Linked DNA regions of Mus musculus: all the other regions are linked to region 2. The links are chromatin contacts, called in public HiChIP or PLAC-seq maps. All regions are on one chromosome and are shown on one strand. Each heading gives the region's core, a stretch centred on a gene start, on an enhancer-like site or on the middle of the called end of the contact. The rest is flanking DNA. Distances are from core to core; before and after follow the strand shown.

The links. HiChIP or PLAC-seq counts read pairs in DNA pulled down with a chosen protein or histone mark.
Region 1: a BATF HiChIP or PLAC-seq map of CD8 T cells shows a contact between it and region 2, with 45 read pairs. The contact joins two enhancer-like sites. A contact is called at or near these places in 4 of 115 datasets of contacts at active chromatin or transcription factors (CD8 T cells, Th2 cells, large pre-B cells and 1 more).
Region 3: a contact with region 2 is called in a BATF HiChIP or PLAC-seq map of CD8 T cells, with 23 read pairs. The contact joins two enhancer-like sites. A contact is called at or near these places in 1 of 15 datasets of contacts at CTCF or cohesin (CD8 T cells), 2 of 484 Hi-C or Micro-C datasets (the N1E-115 cell line and bone marrow-derived macrophages) and 1 of 115 datasets of contacts at active chromatin or transcription factors (CD8 T cells).
Region 4: a contact with region 2 is called in a BATF HiChIP or PLAC-seq map of CD8 T cells, with 16 read pairs. The contact joins two enhancer-like sites. A contact is called at or near these places in 1 of 484 Hi-C or Micro-C datasets (B cells) and 2 of 115 datasets of contacts at active chromatin or transcription factors (CD8 T cells and extraembryonic endoderm stem cells).

What each region holds. Positions count from the first base shown.
Region 1 is chr15:62,821,774-62,825,302 of GRCm38.p6, reverse strand. No RefSeq gene overlaps it. Among named protein-coding and RNA genes, the nearest start is that of Gm22521, 30 kb to the right of the region's middle. Within about 2 kb of position 1,257, at least 41 of the 459 cell types and tissues checked have an H3K27ac peak or open chromatin away from gene starts, as enhancers often do. A contact at or near this core is called in CD8 T cells, where this site is marked.
Region 2 is chr15:62,237,010-62,240,282 of GRCm38.p6, reverse strand. The region is part of intron 2 of Pvt1 (Pvt1 oncogene); the gene reads right to left. Among named protein-coding and RNA genes, the nearest start is that of Pvt1, 200 kb to the right of the region's middle. Within about 2 kb of position 1,387, at least 7 of the 459 cell types and tissues checked have an H3K27ac peak or open chromatin away from gene starts, as enhancers often do. A contact at or near this core is called in CD8 T cells, where this site is marked.
Region 3 is chr15:62,779,244-62,782,846 of GRCm38.p6, reverse strand. No RefSeq gene overlaps it. Among named protein-coding and RNA genes, the nearest start is that of Gm22521, 12 kb to the left of the region's middle. Within about 2 kb of position 1,871, at least 12 of the 459 cell types and tissues checked have an H3K27ac peak or open chromatin away from gene starts, as enhancers often do. A contact at or near this core is called in CD8 T cells, where this site is marked.
Region 4 is chr15:61,545,443-61,548,703 of GRCm38.p6, reverse strand. No RefSeq gene overlaps it. Among named protein-coding and RNA genes, the nearest start is that of Gm24696, 190 kb to the right of the region's middle. Within about 2 kb of position 1,878, at least 20 of the 459 cell types and tissues checked have an H3K27ac peak or open chromatin away from gene starts, as enhancers often do. A contact at or near this core is called in CD8 T cells, where this site is marked.

The sequences.
Region 1 (3,529 bases), core at 8-2,507, 590 kb before region 2:
GAGGTTTCAAACGTTTCCAAAAAAATAAAATTAGATCACAATTGGTAACAATTTCCATCACCTAGAGAGCTAGGCAGTGGAAGAATAGGCCATCGTTTTGTACATGCGCATGTGGTAGCTTTCTGGGAAGAACATAAGAATCATCCTTTATAACCCACATAAAACACTTGTCTCCGTTTCTGTTCTTTCATTCTGCCCTGTTTCCTACCTTCATGACTCAGACCTTTTCCTGCTCCAAATGTATTGTACAGAGATGAACTTGACTAATAAACAACACATATTACAGGACAGTGCATGAAAAGAGATTGAGACAACATGTTATGGAAATTATTATCCTGAGAAGCCATAAAAATCCACACGCATCCATCCTGTGATAACTATGTGCTAAGTCACTGGGGAAGTATACTGTGTTTTCTTTATGAAACTGAACCGCTTTGAAGCCAAGGAAATAACTTCACCACATCTAACTCATAAGCAATTCTTTTGCCATACAATACATTTGGCCTGAATTAGCCTCCTAGGGCTGCTAGTCAACAAATGGTTTAAAAATAGACAGGCTTTGTCTCACAGTTAGATGTGTTCAGTGTCTAAGGTGTAGGTGTCAGCAATGTTAGATGTTCTGAGGACTGTGCAGCAACTTTGGCTCCACTTTTCTCCCTGAAATTCCTCTGGTTTTACTGATTATATATATGTATGTGTATATGTACATATACATATATACACATGCATTCATATACATATACATGTATATATTTAAAATTCCTTTGCCTGTGGATGCCACCTTCTTACAGGTTGAAAGTATTTAGAAGTTAGGAGAGAATAGAAAAACTCATCTTATTCAAAAACATTGTGTGGTGATCATATCCTCTTTTGACTCTATTTTTTTTTTCATGAAACTAAAATACAGCCTCACTGGCTCAGAGTGAAAGTGGAGTGTGGTAAGGATGTTTCTGTAAGCAGCCATGTATAAAGACAGAGAATTTTAAAGAGAGAAGGAAATAAGGAGGAAGTGTAAGAGATAATTGATTCAAAGAAAGGAAAATACTTAGCACTGGTGAGAAGGTAGTAGGAAGGTGGGTAGTTGTTTACCACATGCTTCTTTGAGTTACATGTGGCTGTAATACATGACAGAAATACAATTCAGAAAATGCTATTTCCTAGAAATGCACTTGGCCTTTCCTCTGCAGGGGTGTGAGAGAGAGCACCAGATGTTAGGGTTTGTCTACCCTAGTGTTCATGCATTGGTCTTCACCACTGTCCCTGGAAAGGAAATTATGGTAGATGAGGTAATCAAAGAGGAAGTGGAGTTGTATTTGGTCTGTGACACTCTCGAATGCCCATTGTTATTCTGTGACCTGATCTCAGAAACCTATCTGTGAACCTGTTGACCAAAGCAAGAGGGCTTAAGATGTCCACTATGCCCCATTTAGAGGCACATTACCAGCCAATATGCCCTCTTCAAGTAGGGACACATTGACATTAACTTTTAAAATGTATCTCCTCTGTTATTCTAGTCTTGATGCTAAAGATGTCCACTTTTTATTTTTTAACGACAGTTCCATGGTGGAGGATTCCAGAGTGTCATGATTTTGTTTCTCTATAACCGTCTTCATCTATGCATTCATTTGTCTGACATTCTCTGAATATGTGTGTGATAATTTTAATTACTACTGATAAAGCTATTTGATATGAATTATCTTGCAATCAGACATATAGAGTTGTAAATTATCTAGGGAAAATGTTTTTTACTATTATAAATTTAAAGAATTTAGACAGCAGTTTGTGTAGAAATTATTTATTCAATAAAAATCTTTATATTGTGTTAATGGGACTAGAAAATAACAATAAGATATTACACATGTGCTAGATGCTTATAATACTCTCAACATACATTGAAGAGTGTACAAGTGAAATATCCCATTTGGCTTGTTAGAAGTCCTACTGAAGAGACATAAATTAGGACAAGATGTGATGGATAAGCAAGCAAGAGGTAGTGTGAAGGGGAGATGCTGATAAAACTCATTACCCAGCAGTATAAAGGAGAAAAAAGACTCAGATTAATGAGAGGACACAGGAAGAAGAAAAGGGCATGAGACACAGCTGGCATATTAGAAAGAAATAGAATTATAAAACTAACCCAAATCCATAGCATAGCTGGTTTATATTCTGAAAATAAAAGGACACAGTGTATAAGAGAGTCACAGTCAGAAATGTAGCTAAAAGATCAGATTCGCTAAGAGAACAGGAGGGAGGAGAAGGAGAGCAGATGGGTGAAAACTAGTTAGAATACTTTGGAGATTCCATGGTATTTTGAAACAAAATTATGACCACAAAGTTCTAACTATGTAACCAGATTTAGAGGGAATGTTATGCTGATATTTTACTAATAATTGGATATACCCTTGAGGATGAAGGAGATGCCCAATATGATTGATGGATAGTTGGAAATGCTATCTAGTGAGATAATGACCAGAGAAATATATAGCTGATAACTGGGAGGGGTGTTTGGGTACATTGGCTTGGAGTTATCTATGAAACACTCAGACATCTATGCTATACCAGTGATTGGATATCTAGGTAGGGATCTCGATCTTAATAGAAGAGACTTAATTTTGCAATGTGAGTCTGAAATTCATAGTCTCTGAGGTGTTAATGAATCATCTATCACATAAAATAAGTAGAAGCCTTCAACCAAGAGGGTTCAAGGTCCCTGAGGAAACCTGAGTTCTAAAGGTCTAGATGTCAAATAGGATGATTGGGACAGGCTGTGTCCAAAGTCATAGAAAAGGGAAGTTATGGGATTAGGCAATTCAAAGAGTTATCTTAAGGAGGCAGATGATCAAGAGTGTTCAAAGCTTGCCAGATGTTATAAAGATCACAGATTGCATAGAATTGATGGAATGGGTGTCACTGAAGTTCTATTGGCTGCTAAGAATTTACATGCAGAGAAAATCAGCATAGACTGGGAGGTAAGCAAATGGAAACACATATGCAAAAATCTCTTAAAGCATGATAAAAAAAAGAGGAAAAACAAGAAGCAGGTAGAGTGGACTAGCATCTTCCAGACATTTAAGAAGGAACTTTTCTCCACCACCATTTGATCCAAATTACTATACCCCCCCCCAAAAAAAATCCTACCAGTGTATCACATTAGACAGTATGAACACTAATAACTGCAAATGTTCCAAACTTTTGAAAGAAAGCTTAAAGACTGAAGTCAATATGGTAAAGTGTTTGCTAAGCTTAAGAAATACCCACAGGAAATGGAAGAACTTTTTGACTGGAGGTCTAATCAGAGTAAAGGCCAAGGTCTTGCAAAACTAAATATGTGATATCCTTGTGAACAGAATGACTATGTGAGCAAATGGGGTACAGAGCTCCTGGTAAGGGACTGTCCTCTTACTGGTCAATGAAACCACCGATGCAGACACATCACATTAGAATTGATTAATTTAGAAAGTAGAATGGTCCAACAGTTAGAATCCCCTAGAAGGTCTATTGTAACAGTCAGTATTGAAATGATCTTTCT
Region 2 (3,273 bases), core at 138-2,637:
ATACCAGGTGCCAGTGGGGCCATGGGGAAACAGAAACCACTGAGCATGGCTGATAGAAGTGTAAGTTAGTACAGTCATTCTGGAAAAGAGTATAACAACACTCATGAAATGAAAGGTGGCTGCAAGTTATGAGTCATTCACCTCATTGTAGGCTCCGCACCAGAGAGATGCTCCCACAGTCCCCAGCATGGGGATAGGGTGCTCATCATAAAACTAGACTCAGTCAGCCAGCATCCATCAACAGGGAATAGAAGAAGACAGGAGAAGAATGTCAGCCAAGGCCAATGGCAGAAAAGTAGGTCTCTCATATGAATCCAGGGTACCCAAAGCACTCAAACTGAATTACTATGGATTTAAATAGTTCATTGGTTAGAACCTTGGTCCTCCCTGGGGTAAGGTTGAAAGATGGTGAGAACATTAAGAGGTAGGAGAAGGATCATGAAATGTCCTTATAATCATCTCACAGCAGCTGGGAATGCCTGCCCTGAGCCTACACAAGGCAGGATCTATAGGCAGCTATTGATGGATGCAGGCGGGTCTCATGAGCTCCATCTCTGGATTCTCACAGAGGAGAATCATTAGGCTCAAATGAGTACCTATTGGTCAACCAACAGCACATTATAGTTCCGTATCTGTGGTTACTCAGCTGCCCAAGATTAAACTCAGGGTACCACAAAAGAAAACAACATCAAAAACATAAACATAGGGGAGAACCTGTCAGGAGGGAGAAGAAGCATTCATAGGGATGGGAAGAAGATAAAAGAAGATGGAATCACAGGCAATGAGAGTGTATTGTATACATGAATAAGATTATCAACACGATTAACAACAAAAAATCCTTTTAAATTATATATCCAGAGCTGCATCTCACAAGTGATTCTAAATCTAGTCAACTTGACAACAAGGACACAGGGCTAAAGTACTCTGTGTCCTGCAGTGACTTATACATTCTTTTCCTCAAGTGCGGGGAGATTGGGTCTCAGCAGAAACCAAGGTCATCCTCCCCACCCTGGACTGTTTATCAAAAGCTTAAGCAGGAAAGGAGTCATGAGGAGCCAGAAAAGCCAGATGTTCCTGGTGACTGGTGACCACTGCAGTCATCGCCAATTCATCGTGCAGAGACAAGAAGGGACCTAATATTTCTCTCCCTTTCAGTGTAGGCTCAGGTATCTCTGCATCCCAGCAAGCTTCCTGGATTATCACTTGCTAATAACAAAAGGACAAGGACTAAAAGAACCAGAGGAGGCAAATTAGGATGACGGATGCATTATGGAAGTGCCCAATAAATGGAAGACCAAAAACCCAGCTGTGTTGTAGCTTCTATGTAAGCATGACTCTGCTCCCATTCTAAAAGGGCAAACACAGTTGGCAAAACCATGACTCATAGTCTGTTGAACTCCACCTCCATCCTCCAAAAACAATGTTCACTTCCACCTGAGGTCAAGTTCAAGATCCTGACTGGCAAGAAGAGTTTCTGACACAGCAATGGGCAATGTCTAAAGACTGAGCCACACTGCCAGGAACATGAACAGAGGGAGGAAATAACAAAGCACCGCCGCCTAGATGTTTGCTGTCACTAGTCCCACCTCTGATCAGTGATTGACAGACACTATCTCCATCAGCTAGCTTTCTTTCCTATGAGACTGAGTCTCAGGTATCCCTAGCTGGCCTGAAGCTTGCTGTATAACCCACGGACTATGATCCTCCTCCTCGAGTGCTATACTAATAAGTATCTGCTACCAAGCTCAGTTTTATACATTGCTAGGGACCAAACCTTAGGCTACATATGTGTGTTAGTTAGATGGCCATCCTAGCAACTAAACCAGATCAGTTCAATGAGCAATCATAATTCATCCAGAGGATATAGATTTTGTCTAACCTTTTTTATAAACCTGACAGATCAGATGGTATGTATCAAGAAGGACACAATGTTATGAAGTATATTATTTATGAAATGATGAGATCTAGCCAGTTAACATAACTATTACCTCATATGGCTCTCATGTTTGTGAAAAGAACACATTATCCATTCTCTAAGCAGTTTTCAAGACTTCAATATACTAAGGACCATATTTATTCCTCCTATTGAATTTTGTGTCTTTAAAAAATATATATCTCACAGATTTCTCACTCTTCCAGTCTACCCCCTGATAAACACCATTTCATATTCTATTTCTGTGAGACTACCTCTTTCCTCATAATTTGTGAGTAAAAAGCTGGGATGTTGTTCATCTTTCTGTACCTGGTTCAAGATGTGAGAACATATACATTTAATACAAACACACACATACACACACAGAGAGAGAGAAAGAGAGAGACAGAGAGAGAGAGAGACAGAGACAGAGAGATAGAGATATGAGCATATGCTTTTTTAAGTCTCTGTAGAGGTTAGAGATGCCAGTGACCAGAATCATATAACCTGTAGTACTTGCTAAGCACTGCTTTTAGACTATATATGACAGAATTAATGCAATTCTATCCAAAATTGTATAATACTTATTTTTTTAACTTGGATAATTAGGAGTGATTGTTCAGTTCTAATCTGTGAACTTGTATCAATTCATAAATGTTTTGCATATTCTAAGGAACTTCCCATCTCTATTATGCATGTTTCTTGCTGTCTGTTTCTCTGCCATACATACATTTAGGACTATTGTAGCCTGTGGAAGCTACCTCTTCCATACACAGTTTTACCTTAGAAAACACATGGGCAAAACAGAATTGGCCTTCTTATCCACTGAGATGAAAAGGAAGAATGTGACATATACTCAGTAATAGAAAATAATGAGAAATAGTTTTAAACTTTGTTCCAAAGGAAATGCAGCTGGGCTTCAAGAAGGCCCCTTCCCTACTGCAGGGGGCAGCTCTCTAGTGCCCCATGACTTCTGCTAGGCAGACCCTTGTTCACAGAGTGGAAAACAGCCTCTTTTGCTCCCCACTGGTGTTATTAAGGCTCCTATGGAGACATGGTTAATCATGCCAATTAAGAGCCTGTTTACACTTGGCCTTCACTGCCAGGTACAGGCCCTGTGTCTATGGCAAAGTGGGTAGATAAGCAATGAGTTGTGTCTCAAGATGACTAAATGTATCACTCCATTTTTCCCTTCAGTATTGTTTATATTTAGTGAAATATGCAACTGAATTTGACATATATTTACCAAAATGTATCAAACAACAATACAGAATATTCTCTACTTAGAAAAGTTTGTTCTTTTCCTAGTTTATCTTCCCTTCCAAAAAGAGGCAACCACTATACCTATTTCTAGTTCCATT
Region 3 (3,603 bases), core at 622-3,121, 540 kb before region 2:
TGAGAGCATGAGCAGTTAGGGCCCTTGAGGGGGGTCTGGGATGGAAACCCAAGTGTCTATTGTAACTAGTGGTTTATATTTATTGTATGTTTCCCCTTCATAAGTGAGATGATATGTTTCCATAAACCATGCAAGGTCTGCTATTGTATAATAGCTGTTGGGAGGCAGGAAGGACGATGGGGGAAGGAAACTTATCTTCATGGATCATCTTCATGAAGGCAGACATCTGGATGAATGGAGAAGCCTGCACAGCATCTGGAGATACAGTTTCTTTGAACAGGACATTAAACTGTGCCTGGTAGGGAGAAGACCAGCATATTGTATTTATTTATTTATTTATTTATTTATCATTTTATTTGTTTACATTTCAAATGTTGGCTCCCTTCTCAGTCTCCCTTCCATGAACTCCCCACCCCACTCCCCTCCTATTTGCCTGTAAGAGGGTGCTTCCCCTCCCACCCACACACTCCCATATTTTATGTTAAACAGGAGGAATGAAGTTGACTGTTGGAGACTGAAAAGGATCAATGCAAGAGTTTGCTCCATTTTTAGTTTCCATTTACCCTTTATCAGGGACAAGAGAGCGGTATTTCCAGATTCATTTTCACTAAGAAGCAGCATGGGAGAGTCATTTTATAGCTATGTACTTGAACCAAAATACATAAGGAGCTGGAATACCTACACTATTCTTTGAAAGAAAGTGCCCAACCCATGGCAGATGATGATGGTGATGACAATGACAATGATGATGACAATGATCGTGACAATGACAAGAACACTTTTTTGTGTGAAATTACTGAGAACAAGAATTGTATTTCACCAATAACAAGAAGTAATTAGCCCGAATCATGTCTAAAATATTGTGGTACATACATTTCTAAGGCTAGGAGAGTAGACTAAATTATCCAGAAAAAAAAAAATACCTGAAGAGAAAACATTTCCAACTTCAAAAAAAAAAAATGTCAAATGAAATTGAGAGTCATATAGATCCTGAAGATATATTTTGTATATTAATGGACAGATACAGTGAGAAACATAAACTTTAGTATCTCCATTAGGTTCTGGTGCCAAGATCATACTTTCGATTTTTTTAACCTATTAGTCACTTTTCTAAACATGAAAAAGTGGTGTTCTTATATACCTTAGGACTTTAATATGCTAATATACTTTAAGTCTTCCATCCCCACCCTACCACCTGCCATACTGTCAAAGGCTTCTAAAGGTACTGCCATCCAGCATTTATATAAAGAGTATTCTGGGGTCCCCTCTTCAGTCGAAGAACATCCTAAATCACAGATACAGCATCATTTTTTTAAAGGCAGCATGGAGGTGTCTTTATAAACCATAAACTTGTTTTGATGGCTTCTATCGCCAGAGGAGGATAAAGGAAAACGGGTGTTGGGAATATTAAGATTTAAAAGCTCAGTACTTTACTCCCCCCCCCCTTGTCAAAACTGAGTTTTATTAGCAGATGAGCTTTGAAGTATCTCAAGGGGAGAGCAGTAGTAATGGAGGCTGAACAAGAAAAACAAATGCATTTCCCAGGTTTCATCTGAGTGGATATGTCCCCAACATACACAAGTACTAAATAGCAAGTAGTCATGCATCACCATACATATTTTGGAATCCTTTTATTTTGAGAGCAAAACAGGTGTTTAGAATAATCACTAGCTCAAAGGCCTGGAAATGGGAGAAAGCCACAGTTTCACTGCTTTGAAAAAAAAAATCAATTGCTCAGAGGGGGAAAATAGCAGATTAAAATTTTATGCCATAATTTTACAATTGATCATCAGTGCCACGGAGAGCATACTATGAAGTTTATTTTCCAACCACTGGAAAAATGAGATGTGTCTTGAAAGATGGTATTTTTAGCATAAGTGACTGTGTGGTTAAATATAGATTTTTGTTTCACTTTCTTCCAACTGTGAATGTGATTGTGTTCATATGCTTGGGAAATTTGCATATAATGTATGCTATTTGTATCATAGCCAAATCACTTGAATTTAAGCTACACTGCTGGCTGAAATGGAAATGTAGCCCACAGAGATAAATATACTTATCATTCATTTCTTAAGGCTCAAAACCCAAAAGAATATCTTCCATAATTTGTGAATTCACCCATCTGGCAAATTTGCCAATAATTATCTAGTTCTTCCTTCTAGAAAAGCCAGCCACTGGATAAGGAGCAATAATTGTGGTCTGCAGCTTGTGAGAAAACAGAAGATTAAATCCAAAATGTTTGTGACTGCCTATAATATTTCTGAGAAAGTCTGATCTAAAACAAAACAAAACTGATTTATTCATCAAATTTCAGTAGTAATAAAGCCGTATCCACAGCCAGAGCCAGAGCCATATCCACAGCCAGAGCCAGAGCCATATCCACAGCCATAGCCAGAGCCATATCCACAGCCATAGCCATATCTTGAGCTGTATCCACAGCCTCACACACTGTAAAGTTCACCCTTGCAATAGAAATCATTTACTTTTACAGTTAATTAATTTATAGTTATTTTTACTATATTCACAAGTTTGAATTATCACCTTTATCCAACTATAGCCATTTTCATCATCTTAAAATGTATAGCTGACAATGAAAATTAATATGGAGGTTCTTAAAACAATAAAAAAGAAAATATCCATAGTTCTCAAAAGAATATACTCAAAAAGTAATATGAACTTCCTATAAGGATATCTTCATGCCCATGTGTCTTTATGCACTATCTACATCAGATCTGTAGAATCTGCCCAGTTACCCACTTGCAGATGAACTGATACAGAAAACATGGTGCATATGCCCAATAAAGCTTTGCTCAGCTGCTGAGGATAACGAAGCCCTATCATTTTTAGGAATGGAGATCATTATGTTAAGTGAGATAGGAAGTCCATAAAATAGACGTATCACGTGGTTCTTCCCATGTGTAGCCTCTGGGAGAGGAAAAGGGCCATGGTAATATAAAGGAGGAGGTGCTGTCAGAGATGTGGAAGTAGAAATAAGGTAAGGGAGTAATGAAGTGTAATGGGAGGGGAAAGTAGTTAAGACTAAAATAGAGCATACATATATGGAGATGTTAAGATTAAGTGCCATACTTAATATAATGAAAATTAAGGCCAGGGTTGGAAGCCACTCAATTGATAAGCATATTTGTCTAGGTGCATGAAGCCCTACGTCCTGTTCCCAATATTGCATAAGTTGGCGTGGTGGTGCTTGACTGTAATCCATGTGCTCAGGAGGTGTAGGCAGGCAGAGCAGAAGCTCACTGTCATTCGTGACTAAACCCTAAGTTTAAGCTGGTGGGAACTACATGATGCCCAGTGTGAAAATTTTAAAATGGAAAAAATAAAGAGCAAGGCTGCATTGCTAACAGTTACTTCTCATTTGCCCCTTTCTCCAGCCTCTGGAAACTACTTATATACTTAGACAGCACAGATTTGCTTTCTGGATGCTTCATATAAATAGGGTCATATAGTCTATGACCATTTGTATCTGGCTCCTTTCAGTAGCCACAGTGTTGGATAAAGTAGCTGAGCTGATGAAGGGGAAACAGATTATATGGGTCACAGAGAATTTTCTTTGCATATCCAGAATTATAACTGTTCAGTGAA
Region 4 (3,261 bases), core at 629-3,128, 690 kb after region 2:
AAAGCTTTAGTGTAAGGTTCAGAGAGACATGCAATGGAAATCTGGAAAATTCTACTAAGTCCGTTCAGTTGATATATGCTTTGTTTTCTATACTCCAGCTGTCCTCCTGGGTATCTTGTTAAACCTTCTTAGATCTGTTTTTCAAGTGAGCAGAGCAGAAGTGGCATGCTGGAGGAGGGGCTAAAAGCAACCTGATTTTTCAGTTGGCTACAGCTGTTAATGCCAGCAGGAGGATTAGCTTAGTTGTGTGATGCCTGCAACTTGGCCGTGGATCTCCCTCATCCCTACCTATAATAGCATCCGTTTTACTAAGTTGAAGATAACACTCAAAAAACGTTGTTAATTCACCCTGAATGAGATCATGTGAGTCTGAAAGAGGAGAAAAAAAATGGATCTGTAAACCATTATTATAAAAATCGAAGTTTCACTTAATTCACTCTATGTTGTTTTATTCAATGCAAGATGTGGCAGACTAAGTGACGCATGTAGTATCTCATTTTTTTTCCTCTATACAAACTGAGAGACATGGGCTATAACTTCTTTCTGGTAAAGAAACCATGGTAACAGAGAGGATAGAGTTATCATTTACCATCATGTGGGACTCTCCTGGGAAAACCGGTTTGAGGATGGAGACCAAAGGAATTATTTTAAACATGTCAACTAGGATATGTCTGTTCAATATCAAGTGGTGATTGCAAAGAAAACACTAGGGAGAATGTCTGAACTAGAGATGTAAATTCGGAAGTCACCAACACTCAGGTGTTAGATAATACAGAGCAAAAACTAACTGTAGGCATGGATAGAGTATGAGATGGAAGAGAGACAGGGTTCAAAGTCTGAGATCTGGAGTTAAGTCATAAGAAGGATGTGAGTTAACTGGCAAAGAAGAGCACTGGAAATAAGAGAGTAAGGAAGGAGAGAAAACAGGAGAGTGGCACACGGTGAAGGCAGACTTTATTGAGATTTGCAAACTCTATCAACAAACGAAACATCCCAGTACAATTTCAGCCCAGTTTTCTTTGGCCCAAGATACTCTCCATTTTTACACACTGTAGCACAGATGTGAAAACGTCTTCTTGACTGTCTAAATAGTAAATACGTGAAATTTTGTGGGTCAATATGCAAGATCAAGTCCATCAAGCAGTCTTTAATAGTCAGTGAAAATACATTTTAGCCTAAGGACCATGAACAAATGAGAGAGAGAGAGAGAGAGAGAGAGAGAGAGAGAGAGAGAGAGAGAGAGAGAGAGAGAGAATATCTCAAATCTGGTCTCTGGCCACCACCTATATTTCACCATATTATTCCCTCTAGTTTTAGAACACTGTTACATAATGATTATTCTTAGGCATCTTCTTTTTCCTTTGTTAGTATATACATATAATGTATAATATATGAATACATATATAAATAGAGAGACTATATATACATGAATACATAATACATGAACACACAAACATATGGATAGAACATGACCAATCTGTACAATGTTACATGTATGTGTATTTTCAGGGCTGACCATTTGGTATTGGATAACCAGTTATTGTGCTCTTCCCAGGGAAAACTGTTTCCCCTACTCTCAGCATTCTTTAATTGCCTGTAGTTTGGATATGTCAGTATCAAAATAACCCCACATTCACTCAAGGAAGTCCATTTCATTATTATATCTTAAGACTGAATTTTTTTTATTTCAATAAAGATAGCAGTTTTATTTCTTCCCCAAGGCACTATTTTCTGTTCTGTTTTACCTAGCTTCATAGTTGCTGAAGAAATGGAGCATGGGAGCAAGCAAACGATTTGCATGAGTGTGTTTGTCATAGATCATGACCTCCAAAGTGGTTTCTTCCTTGACAGTGTGACAAAGGAAAGGGGATTTCCCTCTACTCTTGTTTTACCCTCTTAATGTCACAAGCAAATTCACTGAAACCTCAAGGAAGGTACAGATCACCCTGTCCTTCAATGTCATAGCAAGGGTATCATTATGATTCACCACCATAGCACGTGAACCCTGCTCACAGAAGCACCTTTCCCAAGAAGGTAACGTTCAAAGTCACTATCACTCCTACTCTTTTTTTTTTTTTTTATTTTATTTTTTTTCCATTTTTTATTAGGTATTTAACTCATTTACATTTCCAATGCTATACCAAAAGTCCCCCATATCCACCCACCCCCACTCCCCTGCCCACCCACTCCCCCTTTTTGGCCCTGGTATTCCCCTGTACTGGGGCATATAAAGTTTGCAAGTCCAATGGGCCTCTCTTACTTTCTTCCTACTAAAAGTCAGTTCAGAGACCCAGTGCTATCTGTTGTATGTACTCTCCTCTTGAGAATCACATTATGTCTACCTACCTCCATCCCACCTCAATCCCATCAGAGCTACCGACGTGAAATCCACTCACAGATAACATTCCAAATTCCTTGGGATTTTGTTTCCCAAGTGCCATTCTCCTATAAACTATTGTACAAGGACAAATAGCCCCATTGAGCAAACAGCACAATATGCTCTCCTCATCAACTCTCAAGACACGTGTATTTGCAGGTATTTCTAATCAATCATGAAGTGACTGCTGTTGGAAATTCTACCAGAGGTCAACCTACCTCCTTATAATTGTTCCTACTTAGGAAAACATCGAATTACCATAACCAATGATGTTTTTTGTTGAGTAGGCTATATGTAGAAAAGGATTATTTAAAAGAAAAGTAAAGAAAAAACCCAGCTTCCCCAAGCTCAGGTGCAGCCCATCTTCTTCTCCATCCTCTTTAGTGCTGAGTCTTGTCTCTCGGATTGTGCTTCTTTCTTTCCTGCTGTTGTGTTATTAATGACCAAGGGCCACTTTAGTGACCAGCCAGCTATTCCAGAAAACCAAACCTCATTGTTTCTCGAATCTGGAATATGTCTACTCTAGACACTTTATGACCAACTCAAATAAGGATTGCTATTTATTCTGAAGGCTTGATAATATAAATAAAACAAATAATAAACCACCTTATATTTGAATTTCTAACTTTTCCTTTTTTGGATGCAGAAAAATAACCCCCAAACAAGGTAGATATAGCCAATGAATATATATTTTTAAAACTCATGTGTCCCTTCATTTGGTTTTTGTTTTGTTTTAAGATTCATTTATTTATTTATCTATTATATATACAGCATTGTCCCTGCATGTGTGCCTGCAGGCTATAAGAAACACTAGATCTCATTATAGATGGTTATGAGCCACCATGTGGTTGCTGTGTTGAATTCAGTACCTCCAAAAGAACAGC